2 separate regions of the Gossypium hirsutum genome follow, and region 1 is linked to region 2. A link is a contact called in public Hi-C data. All regions are on one chromosome and are shown on one strand. Each heading gives the region's core, a stretch centred on a gene start, on an enhancer-like site or on the middle of the called end of the contact. The rest is flanking DNA. Distances are from core to core; before and after follow the strand shown. Region 1 holds the start of LOC121210944 (ELMO domain-containing protein A). Region 2 holds the start of LOC107932612 (photosystem II repair protein PSB27-H1, chloroplastic).

The links. Hi-C and Micro-C count contacts between places; a contact is called where the count stands out from the background.
Region 1: a contact with region 2 is called in a Hi-C map of leaf, with 1.9 times the contacts expected there. The contact joins the promoter of LOC121210944 here to the promoter of LOC107932612 in region 2. A contact is called at or near these places in 6 of 34 Hi-C or Micro-C datasets (leaf, petal and seedling).

The regions. Positions count from the first base shown.
Region 1 is chrA12:87,551,836-87,558,085 of Gossypium_hirsutum_v2.1, forward strand. It overlaps LOC121210944 (ELMO domain-containing protein A), which reads right to left and starts at 2,763. Exons shown (of 10, transcript XM_041082985.1): 1 at 2,531-2,763; 2 at 1,343-1,445; 3 at 570-673; 4 at 76-144. The coding sequence starts at 665.
Region 2 is chrA12:87,348,079-87,354,537 of Gossypium_hirsutum_v2.1, forward strand. It overlaps LOC107932612 (photosystem II repair protein PSB27-H1, chloroplastic), which reads left to right and starts at 2,010. Exons shown (of 1, transcript XM_016864671.2): 1 at 2,010-3,003. The coding sequence starts at 2,240. The coding sequence ends at 2,761.

The DNA.
Region 1 (6,250 bases), core at 1,513-4,012, 200 kb after region 2:
TTTACGACGTACAACCATGTCTGATCATAGTTAGAAATTCTAGAAAACAATATGGATGTTAAAAGAATGAAGTGCCTGATGGTCAGGACGAGTCTCATCAAAAGGTATATGTAGTCGTTCTTGAAGCCTGTGAAGTCTTTGTTCCTGATCAGAATTTGAAAAAAAGTATATCAATTTTATTATCACTGAGGCTGAGAATGGAATTAATATGTGTATGTATATGAATACTATATATACATCAAAACAGATTAGCCTAACAAAATCAATACTTTAGTTCTGCATCAATTTTTCATTAGTGCAGGACAAATGCCACAAATTCTCTATGCACATCATTAAAATGAATACTCAAGAAATGATGGCAAAAACCAGTTTGGTTCTACTCAAGAACAGTCTGATGTTCTATAGTCAACCGTAGGGAGTTGGTTACATGAAGACATTGCATTCACTGTCTTGTAAGAGTGTACGTAAACCTTACCGGATAATAAATAATTGTATAATGAAAAAAAAATTAAACATAAGATTTTGAAGACATTAGAAAATCAGTCCTAATACTTAACATTCTCAATTACCTGAATAGGAGTCAAAGTGTAGCCAAGAAACTTCTCATTGCGCCTGTTTCCAAAGCGATTGAACAGCCCTCCTAGCCATGATTTAGGTCCAACCATAGCATTAGCTGCAACCATACAAGACTGATCAGTGATATTAAATAACGAGTTGTAGAATATTTTGCGAGGCAACGTGCATTTCAATGTTGAAATAAGTTGACATGGTCTTAAACATGGCATGTTACACCCTTTTGAGTAATTTTACTCTTAGTTTCTCTACACTGGAGATGTTGAGACTTGGCATAGAGGAAAGGAGAAAAGAAGCAAAATATACCTATAAAGAACCAATGCTAATAATAAAGAAAGCTAGAAAAACGGGGCAAATTTCTAGGTTAGCAAATTTGAATTAGCAATAGGTTATGTTGTGTTCTACCTCATAAGACTTTTGTTTTCAGCTCTCCTAGTATTTTGAAATGCCAATGACATGTCAGTCTAGAGCTAACTCTACCCATTATCATGGAACCTCATGTGATATATGAAGAGCTCAAGGCAACTCATGAAGTGTCAGAAGATTAGATGATTCTAACTAGTTAAGCTGTACAAATGTTTCCCTCCATTTGGCTACATATTAAGCTACATAATGATGTTGATTTCAGAAAGCATTGTATGTCAATGTAAAGTAGGAATTGAACAAATATACACTTGCATACCAAACATACTAGGTAATGAAGACTATCCTAATTTGGAGCGCCAAAACATTGGAATGCTGAAAGAATTTATTAGGAAAATCTACTCACTAAAACATTGAGCTAACTGTGATAGTAGGTGAGTGGAATTGTGTGGCCATTCCAACTCTTCACCGCCCTTCTTTCGGCTCCAGTAAACTTCATCCTCATCAACCTACATTTCAATTTTCGACAAACTAGTCAATACCAATTAGTTGCATAGAAATAATAGTGGCATTGTCCAGACTGAGAATGATAGGCTGCAAATTCATTAACTTGTTTCATAAGGTTGAAGGTTCAATTTGGAATCTAAACGGTGTATTGTAGATTCCCATGCATATAACTAAGCTCTTAACTATTCATCATATAATGCAATGCATTCATTCTGACATAAAACAGAACAAGAGACATAATTACTAAATGCAGAAATGGAAGAAATATTTTTAAATATAAATAGCAGGAACTCAATGAATATAGATACTCCTAAAGTTATAGCCTTGTTGATTGCAAGCAACCAAGCTTTATATATATATATATTTGAAAAAAGGTTATTGCAAATTCATGAGATTTGCCAAGAGGCAAGCCCAAATTAAGCTTGATAACAAGAACAGCTTAAGCTAACAGTTATATTTAATTAATAGGCTTGTAATAGCACCAGTGATCAAAATCAGAGACAGAAAAAGAGTATGGAGGGCTAGGGGGAGGATTACTCTGTGAAGAGAAGAGCAAGAAGGAAAGCATTGTCGACGCTTCCTTAATCTCATGAGAGAACCAAAAATAAAATATTAGATCCTTGCATTCCTTTTAACCTAACGCAAATGGGAAAAAAAATCCAAAAAGGATTGGAAAAATGGGTAACAAATGATTGCAGTAAACTCATGCGCCTCCATCCCTTTCAACCTTTCTCATCATTCCATCTCTCTGAAAGAGAGACGGGGTCAAGGAATATAATGATGACACAAACACAAAGATACCCAGAAAATGAAAAAGAAGAGTACATTTTGGGTTGAGATAAAAAGAAACATTAAGAAATAAGAGCGCAATCAAAGGTCCTTTTTGCATGTAAGAAAGTTTAATGGCATCCCAAAAGAACAAAGTGAAGATAAAAAGTTTTAAATTGTAATGCAAAAGAAAGAAAGGAAAGGAAGAAAAGTCATAAAAGGCAATAGCATATTCTCTTGTGAGGAAAACATTGACATGCAATGCATGACAAATTAAAACACAGGTAAAAGGAATAAAGAAAGAGTAAAAACATTTTACCTGGAAAGGGTTTGTCTACCTGTTACTGCTAATGCATGTGTTGTGAAGAAAATGGGGCCCGATTGCCAGATGGGCAAAAGTGTGGGGCAAGAAGTGATAGAGAAAGGAGGAAGAAGAGAGAGAAGATGAAGATGAAGAAAGGCAACATGTTTGGGAGAAGGAATTTGGATACATCATAGATGCAGTGTTATTGTTGTTTATTGTTTCTCTCTCTCTCTCTGCCACGAAGTTCCCGGATCACTTGCCTTCATCGTAGCACTCGGGAGGGATGGGGTGTTATATATTTTTATACTTTGGCTACCTACTAACTTTATAACATAACTCTATTTCCACTTTAAAATTTTTCATCTTCACTCCCTATTTGGAGAAAAGAATTACAAAAAATATATATATCAATCAATTTTGGTGAAATTTCCTTTTTAATCATTTAATTATAAAAAATTATATTTTAATTAGTGATATTATCGACTTATAATATTTTGGTTACTCCTTTGTTCGTTAATAACTGTTTAAGTCTTATCAAAAAAGTGAGGTGTCATATTAATTCAATGGTGACAGCTAAAACATTCAATTTGGTGCTTGTATAACATTTTTAACAATAATTTTGACAAAAAAAATTTTTTAAATTCTAAAAATATAAAAAATATATATTTTAAAAAATTCTGAAAGTTCATATTTATTTATTGAAATTATAAAAATCTTTTTTAAAATTATAATTATATAAAAAAATTTTAAAATTTCATACAAATTCTAAAAAATATATAATAAACAAAACACATATTTACATAATTATATAATTTTTAGAACCTTTGAAAGCTTCATTCAATGTTTCCTAACTTTAATTTCAACCGACAAAGTTGTTTTCACAGCATCAACACAAAGGTCTTGCCACGTTTCAAGTCCAATGGCAGGGATTTTAGTTCAAATGCCTAATACATAGGAATTCCCTAATATCCAAGATTTTCCTTATTCACCCACCAAACAAAAAAAAAAAGGTTGGCTAAAAAAACACCTCTAACGTGCTAAAAAAACACCCTAATTCTCCTTTTCCGTGTAATTAATTACAGCATTTCTCATTTCATTGGATGAATGTATTTCTCAATAAGTCTTTTTATTAATACAATAATTAGAGTCAAGATCTTAAATTAATGTGATCCAAAGAAATTAATGTGTTCCAAAAATTAATTAGTACATTTTCCAAATATCTTTATTTTCAACATTTTTAAATTAATTAGTGTAATCAATTTAGTCCCAAAAATTAGAGTCAACATCTTTAAAAAAGGGAAAAATTAATTTTGTTGTAATTAGTACATTTTCCAAATATCTTCATTTTCAACATCTTAAATTAATTAGTGTAATCAATTTAGTCCAAAAATTAGAGTCAACATCTTAAAAAAGGGGAAAATTTATTTTTTTTTGTAATTAATACAATAAATAGGCAGAGTTATAGATATATGTTTATTTTGATGAACATTAACAACACCCTAACGTAAACTCATATTATTATTAACAAAATTAAGTAAGTCCTTCTCACTACACTCTATTATTTGTAATTTTATTTTTTATAAATTTGTTCTAAACTGTTCTTTATTAAAATCTATTTTTCTAATTTTTTTCTTTTTTATTTATTAATTCTTGTATAAATTAAAATTTGTTTTAAATTTTTATAACTACTGATTTTTTCATCATAATTTGTAGTGTTCAACAAAAGACGTCGAATTTTTACGGAAGTAACTTAAATGAAGGCAATGAGATCTCTATGGCGACATCACCATTTTTTACCGATCAGGTATAATATTTATCATGATGTTAATATTTTTTTATCTTCATAATATTTAATATTTGTTAACAAAATTATTTAAATTTTAGGTGTTCGAGTCTTGTGAAGAGCTGATGCAATGGGTGCAAAACACGGCATTCTCTCTTGGTTATATCATCGTCACGAGAAGATCAAAAGCAAAGGAAAATGGTGTGGTGTCTTACGTCACACTTATTTGTGACCGTGGCGGTGAATACAAATTTAAAGAATCAAGTAAAAAGTCTGGCACCAAAAAGACCAACTGTAAATTCCAATTGGTAGGTTCTTATTTAAACAATATGATGGGTGGACATTGGGGGTGATATGTGATCAACATAACCATCCACCTGCACAACATATGGAGGGACATGTTTATGCAAGGCAGTTGAAAGAAAACGAAAAACAATTGTTGGTTGATTTGACGAGTAAGAATTTTACACCACGTGACATATTATTGACACTGAAGGAGCAGGACGAGAATAACGTTTCTACACTAAAAACCATATACAATGCACGGCAAAAGCTTCGCTCGTCCCAGAATGTCGGTAAAACTCCAATATAGGTTCTTATGTTGCTTTTGAATGATAAACAATTTTTTACTGAGTTTTCAGTAAATAATATTTCAAATGAATTGGAAAATCTATTCTTCATTCATCCACGATCATTGGATATATGGCGTGCATTTCCGCACGTTTTGATTGTAGACGCAACGTACAAAACGAACAAATATGATCTGCCTTTTGTTCAGATTGTTGGCATGACTTCAACCAACAAGACATTTAGTATAGCTTCTGCCTTTATCATTAACGAAAAGGAGGAGAACTATAATTGGGCATTAACATGTCTAAAGTTGACACTAGAGGGGTGCATGTACCCACGTGTTATTGTGACGGACAGAGAGTTGGCACTGATGAATGCATGCCAACAAGTTTTCCCCGATGCCACTCGGTTACTATGCAGATGATACATTACTGAAAATATTAAAAAACATTGAAGGTGGTCTATCAAGTCGCAACATAAGTGAGACTCCTTTCGTTCTATGTGGACTGTACTCGTTGAATCTCCAATGTAGATATTGTACACTGAAAACTATAGAAAACTCCAATCAATGTTGAGCGAATATCCAGGTACAAGCCTCGTTATTCTATAAATAATTGTTTATAGTTTTAGAAGATTTTTTATACATAACTAACATTTATATAAATTCAGATGTTTTAAAATATCTAGATCAAGTGTGGTTAAGCAAATATAAGGAAATGTTTGTGTTGGTCTGGATTGATCGGCATCTCAACTTTGGAGAACGAACTATGAATAGAGTTGAGAGCTAGCATGAAAAGCTAAAGAAATACCTTTGTGCAAAAAATTCTTCTTTAGATAAATTTGTTGGTTGTATCGATCAGATTGTGAAGTCTCAACTTACATCGATATATGTAAGTTTTGAAAATAGTAGAGTTGTCCTTAAACACAGACACAACTTACCGTGTTTCAGATTATTGCGGGGTTTTGTGGCACTTGAAGCTCTAGATATCCTAGAAGGGGAACTTCAGCGGTGGAGTAGACATCACCTTGACTCTTCAAACTGTGGTTGTAAACTATGTCACAGTTGTGGGTTACCATGCACTTGCATGCTATCAGTCTACTTGAATTCAGGTGGCATATTTAACAATTATTTTCTAAATTTTATTTATATATTGAATTTTTATAAACTGATGGCATTTCAATGCAGGTGAGTGTATTCCGTTGGGTTCAATAGATGTATTCTGGAGGAAGCTTAACTTATCACCGTCAACTTCTGTGGAAAATGAGGATATTTGTTGTGACGGTGAGTTAGAAATGTTCAAAGAAAACTTCACTAAGCAGTCAAAAGCCAGGAAAAAAGTCTGTTAAGAAAGTTAAGAGATATTCCAGCCGAGTAAAACACT
Region 2 (6,459 bases), core at 760-3,259:
ATATTCACCATAAGAACTCTAGTTTTACTAAATTTTTTCACTAGGCCACTAATGTTTTAAGTAAATGGACTTCTCTATGTGTTCCACAAATTGGACCAATCCATGTGGGTTGAATGAGTCTCATTTAATTAATTGACTTCCATATACCGGTTAGTATGCATTTGTCATGAGTTTTGATCCATGAGCCGTGACACTTACATTTATCCTACCGTAAAACTAAAGTTGTTTTACACATTTTTCTATATTTTTGTATGATTAATATTTTAATAATTTAACTGTCATATTTTATATTATATTCAAATTTGACATATATTAAAATTTTTCTAACTATTTTTTTATATAAAAACTTTTAATCGATAAATAAATATTGGAAACTTATTTATGGGCTTGGATATGTGGGCTTGGAAACCAGACTTTGATAATGGAAAAGCTAGTCTCAAGGAATTAATGCCGGTTTTAAAATCATGGAAAAGGGCCATGGCCCATGGGTTGTTCTGTACCACTGCCAATTCTAACAATTCATCATCGTCATAATAGTAATGATGGAGGATTTATTTAAAGCCCACTTAAACTTTGAAATGATCTTTGAGAATAAAATTAGGTTTCCAAACCATGTAGAAAAATGCTCAATATAATCTTTTAATTTTAACACACTCGGTTTGGTTAATATTTAATTAAATTATTATTAATTGAATTAACTAAAATTATAAAATTTCAACTGTTAAGCTAGCCAAAAATTTTCAAAATATTGTCAAAATAAGTTTGGTTAATCAATTTGACCGAAATTTTTACTTTTTTTTTTCAAATAAATTTGAAACATGAAAAAAATACCATTACAATGTTATTTTTCTTTGCTTTTAATTCAAAAAAGAAAGCAAAAATAACAAAGAACACAATAATAACACTAATTTAAAATCATCATAACAAACATTGTATTGAAAACAAGAAAATTTGAAACTTAAGTGATGAAATGAAAAAAAAAAAATCAAAAAGGTCAAGAAGAATAGAAGATGGTTTGGTGTTAAGCGATGCCCATCCGAGCTTTGTTTTGAGTTTGACAACGGGAAGACAAAATATTAGGGCTTCTTTCTTTTATTTTTTAATTTAAAAATATATAAACTATTATGATTTTAGGCCCAATATATCTTTCATTTTTATATTTTGGGCTTACATATAAAATATTGAATCTATTTAATATATTGGGCCTATAATATTTTATTGTTAATAATTTTGGTTGATCGGTTAATTACTCGATTTTAAATTAAATTAACTGTTAATTAAAATTTTAAAAATTCTTAACTGACCTCCTATTGAATTAGATTCAGTAGTTGATTCAAATAATTAATTTAGTTAAAACCCAATTATGCACACTCATATTATTCGAGGTTATAAGCAAGGTTGTGTATTTCGTATTGGTATCATTTGTACCAACTAGAATGTTTATTTTTATAATATTCTAAAATATATAATAAAATTTAGGTTTTATTTAGGTGTAAGTAAATTTCATTTTGTAGTGATGCAATATCAATCAATTTTGCTCTTATAGAACATTACAAAATTTTATTTATTTTTGAATAGCTGAATGCTGGATTAGTATATACTTAGGGTTAGTTTAGCATTGTTAAGTGCTTTTGAGAGAAAAAATACTTTTGAAATAAAAATATTACTAAAAAAATGCTTTTAAGTTTTTCAAAAGTGTTTTTGGCACAAAAAATACTTTGAAAAAACACTTTTTTTAGTCAAAAGTAGAATTTTTTTTTAAAATTTTGCTCAAAAGTACTTTTTTGTCCAAAAACAGTTTTGAGAAGTAATGTTTGTTTATTTTGAATTTGTTTAAAAATAGGATATATTTATGAAATTCATTAAAAATATATTTTATGTAATAGATTTATCTACTCCATTTTTAATATTTATAAATATTTTTATACACAATTATAAAATATTTTTCAACATAACGACAAATTTGAAAGATATTGATATTAATATATAGCAGCACTATATGTACATCGATAATGACTATCTTGAATATAAATCAAGTTTAAGACTTGAGCACATTGATGAAATTAAGCCTCAAATGTATTGCCACTTGGAGGTTCTTAGAAATATATCTAAGATATCATTGGGTCCATTCTCATCCAAAATTGGATAAGGTGATAAGCCCCCACGTAGCACAAACCCAAAGCTCTCCTCTTTTCATTTCTCAAGCTACCAACACAAGTTCACTTGCCAACCAAAAACCATGGCGTCCCCAACACTTGTAACCCCAACTTCCAAGCTCAAACCCCTTCTTCTCATCAAAGCCAGAGCCACGCAAACACCGCCATCACTGCCACCGCACCAGCGACCCTTACGGCGTCAATTCTTGTGTCTTGCTGCTGCTGCTGCTGCCGCCACCACCACAGCAGGTCTTGCTCTTGGAGGGGTTCAGTCAGCATTTGCTGCCTCGGATGAGGAGTACGTGAAGGAGACTGCAGAAGTGATCAACAAAGTGAGAAGCACCATCAATATGGACAAGAATGATCCCAACATTGCTTCTGCTGTAGCTGAGCTTAGAGAGGCATCCAATTCTTGGGTGGCTAAGTACAGAAGAGAGAAAGCTTTGCTGGGTAGAGCTTCTTTCCGTGATATGTACTCAGCATTGAATGCTATTTCTGGCCATTATATTAGCTTTGGACCAACTGCTCCAATCCCTGCAAAGCGAAAGGCTAGGATTCTTGAAGAAATAGACACTGCCGAGAAAGCTTTATCGCGGGGAAGATAAAATCACTATTACTCTCACCATATGAAGCCCGATTTTTGTTTTCTTAAAACATGGAGATTTTTAACTTAATTTATGGAGTTCGAGATTGTAAATTGAGTTTCAGTTTGTGAATTAGGACAAGGTATCTTTTTTCCATATCATGGTTATAAATTACGTACAATATATATTTATATATGTTGCTAGGAATTGTATATCGACAGTCTTCCATATTGTCAGTTTATGGATATCCATCAATTTTAACATTTGAAGAATTGTATCTGACATGTTTATTCCAGGTAATTAGGGCAAATTTCCTCAGCCATCAACACTGCTATAATCATATTTTTAGAAAACAATAAAACATTAAACAGGTTTCAACCCAAAAAAAGCATTAAACAGGCAGGGCAGAAGAGCATAAGCTTGTAGAGATTTAAGAAGTGGTTTTATAGGTCCCAAATGATCCTTCCTCAATCAAAAGCATAATCCAGAATCCATTTTTGTGTTCATCAGTAAGAATGGATCCTAGCATGCACAAGCAATTAGGCCCATTTCAGGGCTTAGGCTGGTTTGTCAACCATTCTCTTGGTTGAGTTGTAGTTTCACAGGCCCGAGTCAAAGCCGGTGACAATTGTGAAAAAAGCATATCATGAAGGTCAATCGATTAAATGGGTTTCATTTGACCCACTTGAACTGACTTGATTTGTGGAACATGTGGAAAAGCCCGTCTACTTGAAACCTTAGTGACCTAGTGAAACACTTATGAAAAATTGGATTTCTTTGGTAAATATAGAAACTAATTTTAGAATATTTGTAATCTGATAAGATTTGATTTTGTAATATTAAAGGATTGAGTCAATCTCTTAAGACTCTCAATTGTAGATAGGTTTTAATCTCAACCGTCAATGTAACTCAATTTGTACTGTTCACTTTGGGGGAGCTCAACTATAAATAGAGGTTTTCCTCCTCATTTGTAATTATCCATTGTATCCAATTCTTTGTATTATTTTTGGAGTAATAAGAATACTCTTAAAGCATTTACTCAAACACTTGGCGTACTTTTGCTTTCTTGTGGCATTTTCTATTCTTTCATTGCTCTTTCATTTTGAGTTGCTTCCACTTTTATTTTCAGTGTCTTGGAGAATTTCTGTGAGAATTCTCACTTTGCAAGAGTGAGGCTGACTTAGGCAAATTTAAAACCAAGAAATACCCTAAGCCCGCATGGATTGTGAGACTAAAGTTCTAGCCATATGATAGTTGATATCTGAGATAAGGTTTCGAAGGCATCGATCGAGATGAAAAAAGGAGTAAACGATCAGATTGAGCCAATGAAGACCTGTAGGAGGTCAAGGAATGCTAGTTGATTAAAGGACATGTTGTTGGCTTTGAAAGAACGAGTCATCAATCTCAAAGAGTCCATGGGGGATATGGGGAGGCACTTGAGGTAGTTGAGGGAAGTATTGCAAATTTGGACTCAATGGAAGAGCAAATCAGAAGCCATGTTGGAGTCTCTCGATTCCAATGTGGAAGAGATGCTAGGGGTGCTCAATTCCACTACAGATAAGCTGACAATGGGGGATGATGCTCTCGAGGTTATGGTGATAACTTTGAAGGAGGAAATAATAGCCAAGACGAGGACTTTGAGCACAAGAATTGAGGAGCTCGAGGGAGAGCTTACTGTGTGTTGAGCCGCCGTGGGTAAAACAGTGTTGGGTGCAACACTAAACCATGAGATAGATGTCCCCAAATTGGATAAGTTCAAAAGGGAAAGGTTTGCAAGGGAAGCGAACAACTTTTTGTAGAAGATGGAGCAATACTTTTGTGCTGAGGACATCAAGGATGATAATGCTAAGGTAAATACTACTGCTAGATATTTTATTGATTTTGCTCTTTTTTGGTGGAGGCGTAGGTCCATAAATGAAAAACGTAGTCAAGCTATAATTGGGACTTAGGAGCAGTTCCAAAATGAGTTCAATAAGTAGTTTTACCCCCAATATGTCAAGAAAGAGGCTCAATCTAAGTTGCGTTAGTTCTCGCAACAAGACACAATTCAAGAGTATGCAAAGGAGTTCAGTGAACTGCTGTTCCAAATTACGGATCTAAATGAAAAATGAGGCATTTTTCCATTTCATGGATGAGTTAAAGCCATGGGTGAAATAGGAAGTAGAATGTTGAGGGGTTTGAGAACTTTCAAAAGCCATGATCATGGCAAAGCCCTTGATTGGGCTTGTTTCGAAGAAAGACAAGTTAGAGTTTTCTCAACCAAAGGATAAGGGCAATGGTGGGGAAGATGAAGAATGACAAGTTGAGTACAACAATAATTGTGGCAATTATGAGAAACCATGAAATAGGAGAGGGAAGCCTAATAGCCTGAAGAAAAAGAAAAGAGAGATACAATGCTTCTTATGTAGTGCTCTGCATATGGTAAGGGATTGTCTGAAACGATCTGTGTTTTCTGCTATCAAATAGGATGATGAGCTAAAAAAAACACCCATGAGGCTTGGTTTGATCGTACGTGCCGTTAAATCTAAGAGGGACAAAAAGAGAAAAAAGAAGCTAGTGGGGTGCTTATGTAGTTGTTCACATAAGATGCAGCATTGTCTAGGGCAATCCAAGTTGTCCGCGATCAGTAAAGAAGTTGAAGAAGAGCCTAAAAAAGAAAGGTTATCGAAGCTTGAATCAATGATACTAAGAAGAGCCTAAAAAAGAAAGGTTATCGAAGCTTGAATCAATGATACTTAATCATGCTAAAGCGAAGTGGGGTCGCAAGCTAGAAGGGTTGATGTTTGTGGATATTAACATCGCAAGCTAGAAGAAGAGTGCTCTTGTTGATATGAAAGCATCAGACTTGTTTTAATTAGAGAAAGCTGTGGGCAAACTTGGTCTCTCAATTAGAAGATCGACTAAGAGAATCAAGATGATTATTTCCCAATAAGTCTTTACTGTGGGAGTAGCACAATGAGTTAAACTACAAATCGACAAGTATAAAGGCAAAGAAGATTTCGATGTAATACATTTAGGTGATTATGACTTAATTCCTTGATCAGATTAATATTGTCTTGGCTTCTTTTGTTGATTGTGTTCATATCTTGGATAATTGGAAAGCATGATGTGTTGTGCCGGTAAGTCAAGACATAAAGGTTGGGACCAAGCTATTATTGACAATCCAGCTAGTTGAAGATGTTCATGGTGGCAAAACATTGACTCAGTAGATCGGAGGAGTGCTAAGGAAGCCTATTTAGAAATACTAGTGGGGCAGAAAACCGATATGTAGCATGTTGGGTCATTAGTGGGGCTATTTTTGGAAATTATGTTTATATTTGTAGTAAACATGTAATTATTTTCAATATATTTGAATGATGAATAAATAAATAAATAAATAAAGTTAATTTAACATTTCACTATTATATCTTTTGTGTTTTTGTCTTTCATATTTTGCATGCATAGCAAAATTGTGATAAGAAAATATTAGCTCGTTAATTGTCTAAGTTCAAATTGATAAGTGGTACTGTAAGAACGTTTACATTGTGAGAAAGACAACTTACTTCAGTAGATAATCTAAACGAGCTTATAATCCTGTAAAAGAATCAAAGTGAGCATTTGATTTAAATATTTAAAAGAATTATTATGTCGTCTAAAATTCCAATTGAGGAGATGTCTAGTCTTGGCTATCGGAGCAGTTGACTCCACGAGTGGAGACATAAATGTATTTATTGAAAGAA